2 separate regions of the Arabidopsis thaliana genome follow, and region 2 is linked to region 1. A link is a contact called in public capture Hi-C data. All regions are on one chromosome and are shown on one strand. The core of a region is the stretch at or near the end of the contact, and the rest is flanking DNA. Distances in the headings are between cores, read along the strand shown. Region 1 holds the start of AT1G68260 (Thioesterase superfamily protein). Region 2 holds the start of IPT1 (isopentenyltransferase 1).

Evidence for each region. Capture Hi-C pulls out chosen DNA fragments and counts their contacts.
Region 2: a capture Hi-C map of root shows a contact between it and region 1, with 4 times the contacts expected there. A contact is called at or near these places in 1 of 26 Hi-C or Micro-C datasets (callus) and 2 of 3 other capture datasets (root and shoot).

The regions. Positions count from the first base shown.
Region 1 is chr1:25,583,985-25,590,766 of TAIR10.1, reverse strand. AT1G68260 (Thioesterase superfamily protein) reads left to right here and starts at 3,050. Exons shown (of 5, transcript NM_105497.5): 1 at 3,050-3,311; 2 at 3,464-3,564; 3 at 4,284-4,393; 4 at 4,476-4,571; 5 at 4,672-4,993. The coding sequence starts at 3,166. The coding sequence ends at 4,791. It overlaps AT1G68270 (AMP-dependent synthetase and ligase family protein), which reads left to right and starts at 513. Exons shown (of 4, transcript NM_105498.1): 1 at 513-710; 2 at 892-1,474; 3 at 1,566-1,746; 4 at 1,931-2,576. The coding sequence starts at 513. The coding sequence ends at 2,576.
Region 2 is chr1:25,666,184-25,672,965 of TAIR10.1, reverse strand. IPT1 (isopentenyltransferase 1) reads left to right here and starts at 2,621. Exons shown (of 1, transcript NM_105517.2): 1 at 2,621-4,356. The coding sequence starts at 2,917. The coding sequence ends at 3,990.

The sequences.
Region 1 (6,782 bases), core at 1,801-4,300:
ACTTGCTTCATTGTCGTAAGGGTTGTTCATTGATTAGCCTACTTCGACTTCATCATGCATTTAATGTCGACATGATACAACTTTTTCTTAGATACCATTCATACACGATAACACGAACGTATTGTAGAAAAAATCTCTTTTCAAGCTAACACGACTTTAAATTTAGAAAATATATATTAGAACATTTTTTTCCTTCTAAACTATATATTAGAACATTGAAACATTGTTTCAATATGTGGAGATACTGAAGTAAATTGCTCGAACCGAACTGAACTAAAGTTTTGCCAATTTGGTTTAGTTTGGATAAAACGTTTAGGAAAAAGTCACTGAATTGAATTGAAAAGTAAAATTCGAGCATTTCATTTTCGAAATTTTGGACTGAACCGAACGTACCCGATCAAAAACGACTAGTTGGTACATTGCTCATAATTTTTCTAGATATAGTAATTGTTTGCATATCCCTCTTCACTCACACAAACATTCATTACACACAAATTAAGAAGAAGAAAAAGATGGATAACATGGAGTTATGTGAAGCAAACAACGTTCCTCTAACGCCCATAACTTTCTTGAAGAGAGCTTCAGAGTGTTATCCCAATCGAACATCAATAATTTACGGACAAACTCGTTTCACTTGGCCACAAACCTATGACCGTTGTTGTCGTCTAGCCGCTTCTCTCATCTCTCTTAACATCGCCAAGAACGATGTGGTATGTCACACTCTCTATCTCTCTCTCTATCGTTACCCCAAATGTTTTGCTAAACAGATTTATATTTTCTTAATATATCCGTTTGGTCTATAGTGTGTGAGCGTAACTAACGTGTATAATTAGACAAACATACATTCATATATATAAAATATGAGGCTTGTGATTATAAATGTGTTTTTAGGTATCCGTTGTGGCCCCAAACACACCAGCCATTTATGAGATGCACTTTGCCGTTCCCATGGCTGGAGCTGTCCTTAACCCTATCAATACTCGTTTGGACGCAACATCTATTACCACAATTCTCCGCCACGCCCAGCCCAAGATATTATTCATACACCGAAACTTTGAGCCCTTGGCTCGAGAAATCCTCCATCTACTATCATGTGACGACTTACAACTAAACTTGCTGGTCATATTTATTGACGAGTACAATTCCGCTAAAAGGGTTTCATCCGAGGAGTTAGACTACGAGAGTCTCATTCAGATGGGAGAGCCTACGTCTCCGTTGGTTGAAAATATGTTCCGTATACAAAATGAGCAAGATCCCATCTCCCTAAACTACACGTCAGGTACCACGGCTGACCCAAAAGGTGTGGTGATTAGCCATCGAGGAGCATATTTGACCTCGTTAGGTGTAATTATTGGTTGGGAAATGAGTACCTGCCCTGTCTACCTTTGGATTTTTGCCTATGTTTCATTGCAATGGATGGACGTTTACATGGGCAACAGCAGCGCGCGGGGGCACCAATGTGTGTATGAGCCACGTGAGTGCCCCGGAGATCTATGAGAACATAGAAATGCATAGTGTGACACATATGTGTTGTGTTCCTACGGTCTTCAACATTCTCCTACAAGGAAATCCGCTTGACATGTCACATAGGTCTGGACCGGTCCATCTGATGACCGGAGGTTCACCTCTCCCCGCTGCTCTTGTCAAGAAAGTTCAGCGGTTAGGGTTTCAAGTTCTGCATGTCTATGGCCTGACGGAGGCCACTGGTCCAGCTCTCTTTTGTGAGTGGCAAGACGAGTGGAACAGGTTTATACTTATATATACAGTATTATATTTCACATTTCGTTAACATTTACCAAAAAGTAATTGAACTTATTGAAATGGATATTTTTTCTCAAAACAAATTAATAGTGATGATTTTTTTTTCACTTACAACATTTACAATATTATTAAGATTGATATGACAAAAACTATTACTCAATTGAAACAGATTAACAGAGAATCAACAAATGGAGCTGAAAGCAAGGCAAGGGCTAGGCATATTAAGCGTAGCTGAAGTTGATGTGAAGTACAACGAAACTCAAGAGAGTGTCCCACACGATGGGAAGACAATGGGAGAAATTGTCATGAAAGGAAACAACATAATGAAAGGGTATCTAAAGAATTCCAAAGCTACATTTGAAGCGTTTAAACACGGATGGCTCAACACTGGAGACGTAGGTGTAATCCATCCTGATGGACACATCGAGATCAAAGATCGGTCCAAAGATATAATAATATCGGGTGGCGAAAATATCAGCAGTGTTGAAGTCGAGAATATTCTTTACAAGCACCCAAGAGTGTTTGAGGTTGCCGTCGTGGCCATGCCTCACCGTGTGTGGGGTGAAACCCCGTGTGCATTCATTGTGTTACAAAAGGGCGAGACTAATAAAGAAGATGATGAATATAAATTTGTGGCCAGAGAGAAAGAATTGATTGACTATTGCCGTGAGAATCTGCCACATTTTATGTGTCCGAGAAAGGTGGTATTTTTGGAAGAACTGCCCAAAAATGGAAATGGAAAGATCCTTAAGCCTAACCTAAGAGCCATCACTAAAGGTTTGGTTGCTGAGGATGAGGCCAATGTTATATCGTGAAGATTAAACTTTGGTTGATCACTTTACTTCTCGACTTTGAGTTTATGCCAAAATATAATTATGCATGGTTGTCTATTAACTATTATGTAATAATAAAACTGTCTTTCTCCTTTGGACACTCAAACATTGAACGAAGTAATCAAATATGTTATTCAATTTTTTTAACTTGTTACCATCTTTTCATTAACGATACGTTTATACTAAAAATATTGTTTGGTTATCAAATTCAGGGTATGAGACTACATGTGAACTAACAAAATTCATAATCCTAGCAAAACAATCTAACCAATAGTTAGAACACTGAGGAATTAAATTATTTTCAGCAGCCTTAAAGAATATAACCAACATACTTATGTTAGTCTATTGAGATTGACATCAATTATTTTTTAATATCAAATATCACATCAGTTTAGTTACTTGTTAACATCAAATAAGTTACTTTTCAACATCAAATAAGATTTAAAACGTATACACGCATTAAACCGGTCCAAAATATTGGTATCGTATAGTTAACCAAGTTGATTGGTTTAGCATTTCAAAATAAACCGTGATTTCAAAAAAGTTCATCGTTTCTCTCGAAAACCCAGAAATGTTTCTTCAGGTTACCGGCACGGCGACTCCGGCTATGCCTGCGGTAGTGTTTCTCAATTCATGGAGACGACCACTTAGTATTCCTCTCCGGAGCGTAAAAACCTTCAAGCCTCTAGCATTCTTCGATCTCAAAGGAGGCAAAGGGTATACACATCTCTCTACTTTCATATTTTGCATCTCTAACGAAATCGGATTCCGTCGTTGTGAAATTGAGTTTTCGGATTCAGTGTTGTCGAGATTCTATATCTGATTCAGTGATCTAATGATTCTGATTGAAAATCTTCGCTATTGTACAGAATGAGTGAGTTCCATGAGGTTGAACTCAAAGTTCGTGATTATGAATTGGATCAGTTTGGTGTTGTGAACAATGCTGTTTACGCAAACTACTGTCAACACGGTTAGTTTTCAATGTTGCTGCTTCTGATTGTTGAAAGTGTTCATACATTTGTGAATTTAGTTGATAAAATCTGAACTCTGCATGATCAAAGTTACTTCTTTACTTAGTTTGACAGGGACTTTTTTTGTGAATGTGGTTGAGTAGAATTTAGGGCTTTGGATTAAATGTGACAAGATTTTGCTAGTAAGTTTAGAGTCTTGCTAGTAATTCAGTTAGTTTGTGATGTTGCTGCTTCAGATTGTGTACTTTTCTATTGTTAAAGAGGAAGTTTCAGATCGTGTTCTTGACAGAATCTGGAATGCTTGATCAATAGTTACTCCTTTTCTGAGTCTAATTGGACAATTTTTTGAATGTGGCTGACTAGAACTTGAGGTGATGTTGCTAGTAATTCGGTTGCTATGTTGCTGCTTCAGATTGTGTCAATTTCTATCGTGAAAGAGTAGTTTCATCAGATCGTATTCTTTGACAGAACCTGGACTGCATGATCAATAGTCAGCTACTCCTTTTCTGACTCTAGTTGGAAACCTTTTCATACATTTTCTGAATGTGACTGGAAGAATGAAATGTGTTAAGATCTTGTTCGTTAAGTTTAGAGTCTTGCTTTTTGCATTCATCTTCAGCCATATATTGGGAAGTGGATGGCTTTGTGGTATGGCTCAGTGTGTGTTACTTATAAGATATATCTCATTCTGTTGCTTGTTAATATATTTCTACTAAAGGTCGACATGAGTTTCTAGAGAGTATCGGTATCAACTGCGACGAAGTAGCACGTTCTGGGGAAGCCTTAGCAATTTCAGAGTTGACAATGAAGTTCCTTTCACCTTTACGTGTAATAATAACGTCCCTCTTCTTCCTCAACTTAGTTCCTGTCCTCACATTATGCCATATATTCATTTCATCTCTTTGAACAGAGCGGAGACAAATTCGTGGTGAAAGCGAGGATATCGGGGACATCTGCTGCGCGTATTTACTTCGATCATTTCATCTTTAAACTTCCAAATCAAGAGGTTAATATTCTCACTAAGCCTTCGTGTTTTCGTTGATAAGTTTCTAACTTGTGAATTACTAACTAATTTCGAATGCTTTTGATTGATATATATAAAACAGCCTATATTGGAGGCAAAAGGAATAGCTGTGTGGCTCGACAACAAGTACCGTCCTGTTCGCATCCCATCTTCTATACGTTCTAAATTTGTTCACTTCCTACGCCAAGACGACGCCGTTTGATTCACCTCATCAGCCCAATTGAATCTACTTAATAAGCCTGTCATTAGCCCATATATATTATAAATATAAATTATGTATATTCGGATCAAATGCAAATGCAACATTGAATTTCTCACGCCGTTATAAGCCAACTAGTAAAATCATTCAAGGATCCATGTTTATACTATTTTATCAAGAGTTAGTGAAATCTTTCAATTAAAAATTTAAAGTAAAACATTAGATTAAAATAATTATGATGATTAATGATCGCTTGATATCATAACTATCTATTTTATATATATTTTGGATTTGAATTTCCTTTTTATAGTTGATGAAGTATGATTTTTTTTTTCTTTTTATATATTTAAAATTGATGACTACATAATCAATTGATAAATATATTTTACATTATAATTCTTTTCATGAAGCATTGTGGAGTTTTTGATAAAATGATCATTATCAACTGTATTTGAATGATTCTCATGGACTTGAAATTCTTAAAATTTGTTTAAGATGTTATCAAACTATTATTAGTACTCATTGACTATATTTCCATAAAATAAAACAAATATTTGGATGAAGTGATAAATTCTAAATCTTTTATATAATGATAATACCATATAAACATTTGACATTATATATATATATATTTTTCAATAATATGCTCCTCAACTATCAATAATAGTTTCAAAGTTTGCTTTTAACGGATTTCAGTTCTAGTCTTTAGCTTAAATAATTCATCAACTATCAGTTAGAGCTTATGAACTTTGCAGTTTGCGCCATTCATTTACGTAATTATTAAAGCTAAAGACTAGAACTGATTGTAGTTGGTGTTTCTATAGTGAACAGTTCTTATGCAGTTCTCGTTCCAAATCCAAATCTAGATGAGATTTAATTAGCAGGTCAAGAGCATTCCGACAAATGCGTGTTGATAACTTTTGAAGGTGAGTTGATAAAAAACATTAGCGCGAAGATCACTGTCTGTATTGGAACAAGAAACATATGGGACTTGCTCTTTGAGGAAAGATCTCACATGTATAAAGGCCTAAACAAATCACCTTTACCCCAAATTACCAAACTGCTCAAGGCACTTGGGTTATTACATGAAAGAGATATGCAATCACTACGATAACGTCATGTCATAATGATGGAGCAGAATCCCAACGACTTTATATTTTAGTTGATAAGTTTTTTTAGTTGTGAATTACCACTTTGTTTAATTCATCTAATTAGCCCAAAGTAAGCTCCTTAATGGCCCTCTCAATAAGCTCATGAATATTTTACAAATACAAAAAATCTGTATTCGGATAACTCAAAATGCAACATTGGATTTCTCCCGCCGTTACAAGCGAACGAACATGAGCGTAAGCAACTGAGGAAGCGGTATACATGAGAACATAAAAGTTTATGTTTGAAATGATCAAAAACAGTAAACACAAATAAACAATCGAATTTTTATAAAATTCATGTGGCTAATATTGCGGTGAGTCATGAGGGCTCGTAAGTTTATAATCTTATACGTTTGTTTCCTACACTCCAAAATGTACTACATGATCGAAGTTTATTTTATGTAAAATTCATGTGGCTAATGTTGCGGTGAGTCATAAGGGCTCGTAAGTTGATAATTTATACGTTCGTTTCGTAAACTCCAAAATGTTTACTAGATCAAAACTTAAGAAAATAGAAGGACACGTAACGTTTCATGGTAATTAGAAGACCCTAGATGTCGAGCAGTGGCACCTTCATGGAACATAACCTTTGTCTTTTATTTCGAAACCAAAACAAGTCGATTGAATCTACTAGATTCTTTAGACATGATGCCTAATCAAAAAAACATATGGGCACAATGCGTCACTATAATCGTCGTTTTTAGGTGTTTGGATGACCATAAGAAATTAATAATAATAGAAGTAAATGTTGGAACTTGAAACTTTTAAGGTATATGGTTTCGTCAGGCGAAACCTCAGCTGCTATTCGTGATTTTATCATTCATGATAAGAAGAAACATATTT
Region 2 (6,782 bases), core at 1,372-3,871, 83 kb before region 1:
ATATTACAATTTAAATATTATGTAGTATATATACTACATAATCAAGAAAGAATTATAATAACAAGCTATTCATCCAACGGTATAGACGTATAGAAGAGTTTCAAACTGATATTCTCATCAGTATTTTAATATCATTTACATTATAATTGAATCTAACATTTGAAAAGATTTGTATACGTGCATATATAGTACTTATGTCCTTCAAATCCATTTTCTTCTCATAGTTGTTTTTTTCAAACTCTCCCGGTGCCTTCAATTAATAATTCAAAAATACGATCATCAATATATGCCCGTGTGGATTTAGACACTCATGTGTACGTACATTTAACCTTAATTATGACAATATTCAACCATAGACTAATCTCATATATCAATTAGTCTCATATATATCTCATAGATATAGACTTCGCATTTTATACATATTAACTAAATACGAAGTATCATTTTCTATTCTATAGAATGTGACATTCTTTCTTGTTAGGACTCAGTGACTGATTTTCAATTGCTAAATCCACTTGTATATATGTAAAATTATGTATCCATTTGAATCGGTTACATAAAGAAGAGCGGAAGACCAGTTTGGACCATTATTTCGTATCATCTATAAACTACAAACATTTTGAATCTTAGTCTAGTTGTATTTAGTGTCGGTTTGTATCTTATAATAATTGATGATAATGTGGGTGAAAGAGAATTTTTTTGTTAGTTAAATATATGGATAAGAAAACCTGATTAGCTATAACAAATATTATAGTTCTCGTATTGAATTAGAGAAGCCATTGACTTTGCAAAAACATTGGTATACAGTTTATAATTAAAATACTCCAATGCTTTTTTATATTTAATCATTAATCCACAAGGAGTAGCTAGCTACATGATAAAATACATCAACATCATAAGCCTACGACAGAACAAAAGGAACCATCTTGCTTCAACGTAAGCACGTATAGATTATTCCCATCGGTTATGTATGTCTTGTTGCATAGAATAAACTTAATAACGAATTTCGCAGAAAGATGCCTTTGAAATATGTGGTACGTACGTAATTATATATGGAGAAAAATAAAATGTTCGAAATGGACTAATTTATATCGTTTGATTTGGTCCGAGGACACTAAAAACATGGTAAGAAAAAATGTGTAGTACGTATGAGGAATACAACAACATGCAGTATATGAAGTATCTGTTTGCATAAGGTATTGTGGTAAAAGTCCATATACAATTCTTTATATAGTAAATTCAGTTATTTTTTTCTATGTTCATTAGTATTTATACTAAATCAGTTTCGAGTTTTTTCATAATCCGGATAAATAGTTGTGAGGTTGTTCTATATCTACATGTTTTTTTGTATGACATCGTAGATTGATTGCACAGTTTAGTATAACTTCACAAATATTGTATATTCGATTAATTGTGCAATCAATCCACGATTTTGCTATACCAAACCGAGTTTCTATTATCATGTATATACATAAGAAACTTATCAAATAAGACGATGAGGGATCCATGGAATGCAAATGTGAATTTAATTTTGATTTCATATTTGAAGGACCAAGCACAAGTTAGATTTAGCTCATATGACATGTTTTTAACTCGTAAAAAAACATAAGAACTTGATATATGGTGTTGGTGTCGGATCTCACTCATGCATTCGGTCTGGATAAAGGTCTAATATTACCAAAGTGAGGGATAGTAAGAATCTCAATTGGGAGACGGACACCAAGAAAACCCACAATCGGGTTTGGCGTTACAAAGGTCCATCATTTTGCGTAACCAAAAATGATTCAAACGATCATCACAAAAATGCAATATGTTCAAAGAACTTTATGATCTATAAATCTTTTTTATGTTCGTTACTATTTGTAACTAAATCATTTCTCTTACCTAAAATCCACTTGCTAAACTCGTTTTTCGTGTGGTTTCTTCAATTTTTTTTACTCCGGTAGATCGATGTTTCATCATAAACCCGATTAGTTACCCTTCAGTTTCGGATCTCGCATCCACATTCGGTCTAATTAGAGAAACAATATATTAGAAGAAAATGGTTTCATTGCCTCCAAGTTAATATATGAAGATTAAGGTGCGTGTAGAGTTTAAACAAAGTGGAAACACAATTAAGAGTTTGTTAAGAAAGGCATGTGATGTTGTAATTCTCGCTAAATCGCTATAGCCAATAAATCCTTCTCCCACGCGTCTCTTTTGCCACACCCTTCACTTGTTTTCCTCCCCATTCTCCTTATACTTCCCACGTGGCATTAACATTTCATCTGCATTTTTAAAAACCCAAAGCTATATTCCTTTTTTTGCCATTTGGATGACCTATCTATTTTTATCAGTAAATATAGCTTCTTCACTTTGTCCTTCTTCCTATTTTAAATGATAAAACACATTTGTGTGTTAAATCAATAATGATGAAAACACACATTGAATCCCCAAAACAAAACAAAATACTTTCAAACACAACTTTTTTATTTCCTTTTAAAAAATATCAGTAAAAAACAAATTAATCTTAGTACTAAAAAGTTGTATATATATACCTGAAAAAAAAAGAGTGATGTGTTTTTTTTTTTGTCATCGTTTCTTCTTTGTTAATATCTAGGTTTCACGTCTATAGGTATAACAAATGCTCTTTAAAAAACTAAAAAAATCAGAGACAAAAACTCTCTCTGGTTTAATCATGCAACTATGTTATTTTAACAATTTTGTAAGCTCAATTTCATGATTCATTTCCTCTCTAAAACCCTCTCCAAACCCAAAAGATAGTGACGCATTTGAGGTCAGCCACCACCTCCATTGAAGTGAAGCTTGAGAAAGACAAAAAGAGAGATTGTATAGTGTGGTGCATCGTTTCAAAACACAACAACAAAAAGAACCGTACGAAACTTTTGTCTCTTTCCGTGTTGTTGTTGTTAGCTAATGACAGAACTCAACTTCCACCTCCTCCCAATAATCTCCGATCGCTTCACGACGACGACGACAACATCACCGTCGTTCTCGTCACATTCTTCTTCTTCTTCTTCTCTTCTCTCTTTCACCAAACGAAGACGAAAACACCAACCTTTAGTATCATCCATACGCATGGAACAGTCACGGTCACGGAATCGGAAAGACAAAGTCGTCGTCATTTTAGGAGCAACCGGCGCCGGAAAATCAAGACTTTCCGTCGATCTCGCTACTCGTTTCCCTTCAGAGATCATAAACTCCGATAAAATCCAAGTCTACGAAGGATTAGAGATCACAACGAATCAGATTACGTTACAAGACCGTCGCGGCGTTCCTCACCATCTCCTCGGCGTCATCAACCCCGAACACGGCGAACTAACCGCCGGAGAGTTTCGCTCCGCCGCTTCAAACGTCGTCAAAGAGATAACTTCTCGTCAAAAGGTTCCGATTATCGCCGGTGGATCTAACTCTTTCGTCCACGCACTCTTAGCTCAACGATTCGACCCAAAGTTCGATCCTTTTTCATCCGGGTCGTGTTTAATCAGCTCCGATTTGCGTTACGAGTGTTGTTTCATCTGGGTCGATGTATCGGAGACTGTTCTCTACGAGTATCTTCTCAGAAGAGTCGACGAAATGATGGATTCAGGTATGTTCGAAGAGCTGTCTAGATTCTACGACCCGGTTAAATCCGGTTTAGAAACCCGGTTTGGGATTAGGAAAGCTATAGGTGTACCGGAGTTTGACGGTTACTTCAAAGAGTATCCACCGGAGAAGAAGATGATAAAGTGGGACGCTTTAAGAAAAGCGGCGTACGATAAGGCGGTTGATGATATCAAAAGGAACACGTGGACGTTAGCGAAGAGACAAGTGAAGAAGATTGAGATGCTAAAAGACGCTGGTTGGGAAATAGAAAGAGTTGATGCAACGGCGTCGTTTAAAGCAGTGATGATGAAGAGTTCGTCGGAGAAGAAGTGGAGAGAGAATTGGGAAGAGCAAGTGTTGGAGCCAAGCGTAAAGATTGTGAAGCGGCATTTGGTGCAAAATTAGTTTTTTTTTTTGTTTTTTCCAGCTATTTTACAGCTCATTTTTGGGAACTATTTTTGAAATAATAATTGGAAAAAAGAGACATTTTTTTGTTGTTGGGTTTTGTTTTTGAGTAACATAGAATACATATGATCAGACATTTTTGGTTCTTAAAAACCTAAATCGATGGGAAATTTTTTCAAAAATGTTAGAAAAAGTACTTTAGTTTATTGTTTTTTCTTTATTAGTTTCTTGTTTTTTATGTAATGTGTACCATTTTTTCAAAAGTGTTTGATTTAAAGTTTTTGATCTTTAGGAAAATTAGGAGCTTGTTGTTTGTTTGTTTGTTTGTTGTAGTCTGCAGAAATGTTGTGTATAGAGAAGAAAGCAACGGCATGGAGAGAGAGTTTTTGCATTTAGCGTCAGAACAAATAAAACCTTTTTTGTATTTTTTTTCTTTCTTATTGTAAAATGTAATTATTATTTTTGTCTTCTTTAAGTTGGAAACGGAAGTCGAGGTTTGAAACCTCAATATCCTGCTCTATGCGTTACATTTCGAATTTTCGTATAATGTTTTTTTTGGACAAAATGACAACAAATTAAAGTCGTAAAGGAAATGAAAAAACAGTTTTTAGTGGATCATATGTACGAAGAGAAATCAATTCATAATTAAAATGAGTAACAAGTAGAAAGTACAATAATTAAGTAAACATGTTTTGTTGGTATTCTATAACATGTTGTTTATATATATTAAAAAATGGTAGCACCATACTTACCTACATTTGTAACCATATTTTAATCCTAAATTTTTATATAACTATTAATAAAATGATACAATAATTTTAATATATTTCAATATTAAACATAAAGTTAGTCATTAGTACGTAGTAAAAATAGTTTGTAGACTGAAAACCATCAATGTAGCTTATAACTCTACATACAAAGTTGCCTAGACGTCTTGATGGTCTAACTGACTACGTACGATGCTTAACCGGTGGTTTAGGAGGCAACTTAAATTCCTAAGCCGTCTAAAAACGAGTCTTTGATGCTTGATCGTTAATGTATGAAATTTGATGTTTTCAAGTTTTTCTGTTTTGTGTTATGTTTACATGATTATCCTATTATCCTATGCACGTTTAGTTTATCATTTAAAAACAGGAATTGATTTCAAAATGAAAAAGACAAAACACCAATGATTTCTCATTTATACATTTAATTTTGAGTAAATAAAATAGATAAACCATAATCTTCTAAAAGTATTTAGAAACTAGCAAATATATTACAGTACTTTGAATTATCTAAATTTGCAAACAGAATGTTGCAACCTGAGCCGCAAGGAGTTTTTAGATTCAGACAGCCCCACGAACTTATTTGAAGTCAGATATGACAACTAATACTAATCAAAACGAAATCCTCCAAATCTTAAAAGACAATCTTAGATAGATTTTATTCGACTAGTTTTCAATGATCTTTGTAATGATTTGTTTGGACTTTAAAACACCCTTTCTGGTCCAAGTTATTATAAAAGTATAGTTCAATTAAATGTTCATCATAACAGACATAACGAGCTGTGGGATTCTTATACAACTCCCACACGATATTTTGTTCCACATCTAGTTAACCGTGGATCTATAAGCTCTCGTCACAAAGATATTGATGGTTCTTGAGTTTTAAGTGCATGCACCACGTATAAACAATTCGCAACCAAAACATAAGATATACGGAACAGAATTTGTAATAAAAAGATCATTATTTGTGAATACTACACGTGGTTGGTACGTACGGTGGTCTTGGTTTAGGACCAAGAACTTAAACTCGTCTTATTTTTTTGTTTAGTCAATGTTATGTAAAACTACACTGCGATACAAAGTGTATATTTTTCCTCCATTATATATCAATAATTTCTCCATCGTTCTCTATCACTCATTTATTATTCTCTCTTTGTTCACCATTGTTGTTTGAAATTTCATAAAGGCGTCATAATTTGTGACAGAACTTGATCAGAAAACAAAGACAATAATATTGGCACGTAAACTCTAGACTGCAGGGGTTGCTTTCAAAACTTTTTACCATTGATATAGGTCTGGTCAACAACGCTTTATATACAATTATTTATTTCATTCCAATCCAAGAAATGAAACATATATGTACCTAGCTAACTCATAGATATCTCCTCTCATGTATAATTGAATGTTAGATTGTGTATTGTCCGTAGTGTAAATTTAGAGGTGGTCCCATACTCCCATTTATTGGATTCATTTTTCAATTGGTTTACGAGTTTACAACTATATATTTCAATTGGCAGACTTTTTTCAATTGGTTTACAAGTTTACAACTATATATTTCAATTGGCAGATTTTTATTTGACAAATTATTTTGTCACATATATATGTTATTTTGTAATGTAAATCTATTAATCACTGTTTTTTTTTAGCTGCTGAATAGAATTAAAAATTTAAGAAGATGAAATTGAAATTTAATTAAAGAAGTAGAAAGCATCATATTCAGCAAGACAAATTTAAAGCCTTACTCTAAACTACTATGCTTAAATTTTATCATATTGTTGGTTTTGCAAAAAGTGAATAGAGATTTTTAAATAAATATATTATTTAGAGATGAGTTCGTTATGGATATTTTTGTTTGATGAGAAAAATAGTCATAAGATGTTGGTTTTTTTCGGTGTGTATAGCTTTAGTTTCACTCACGCCAAACGCAAACATGGTATAATATACTTTAGAAAGCAGATAATGACATTATATTGTTGTTTTCTATAATTAAAGCACGTAGCGTATTGCAGTAATGGTTTGTATTGATAT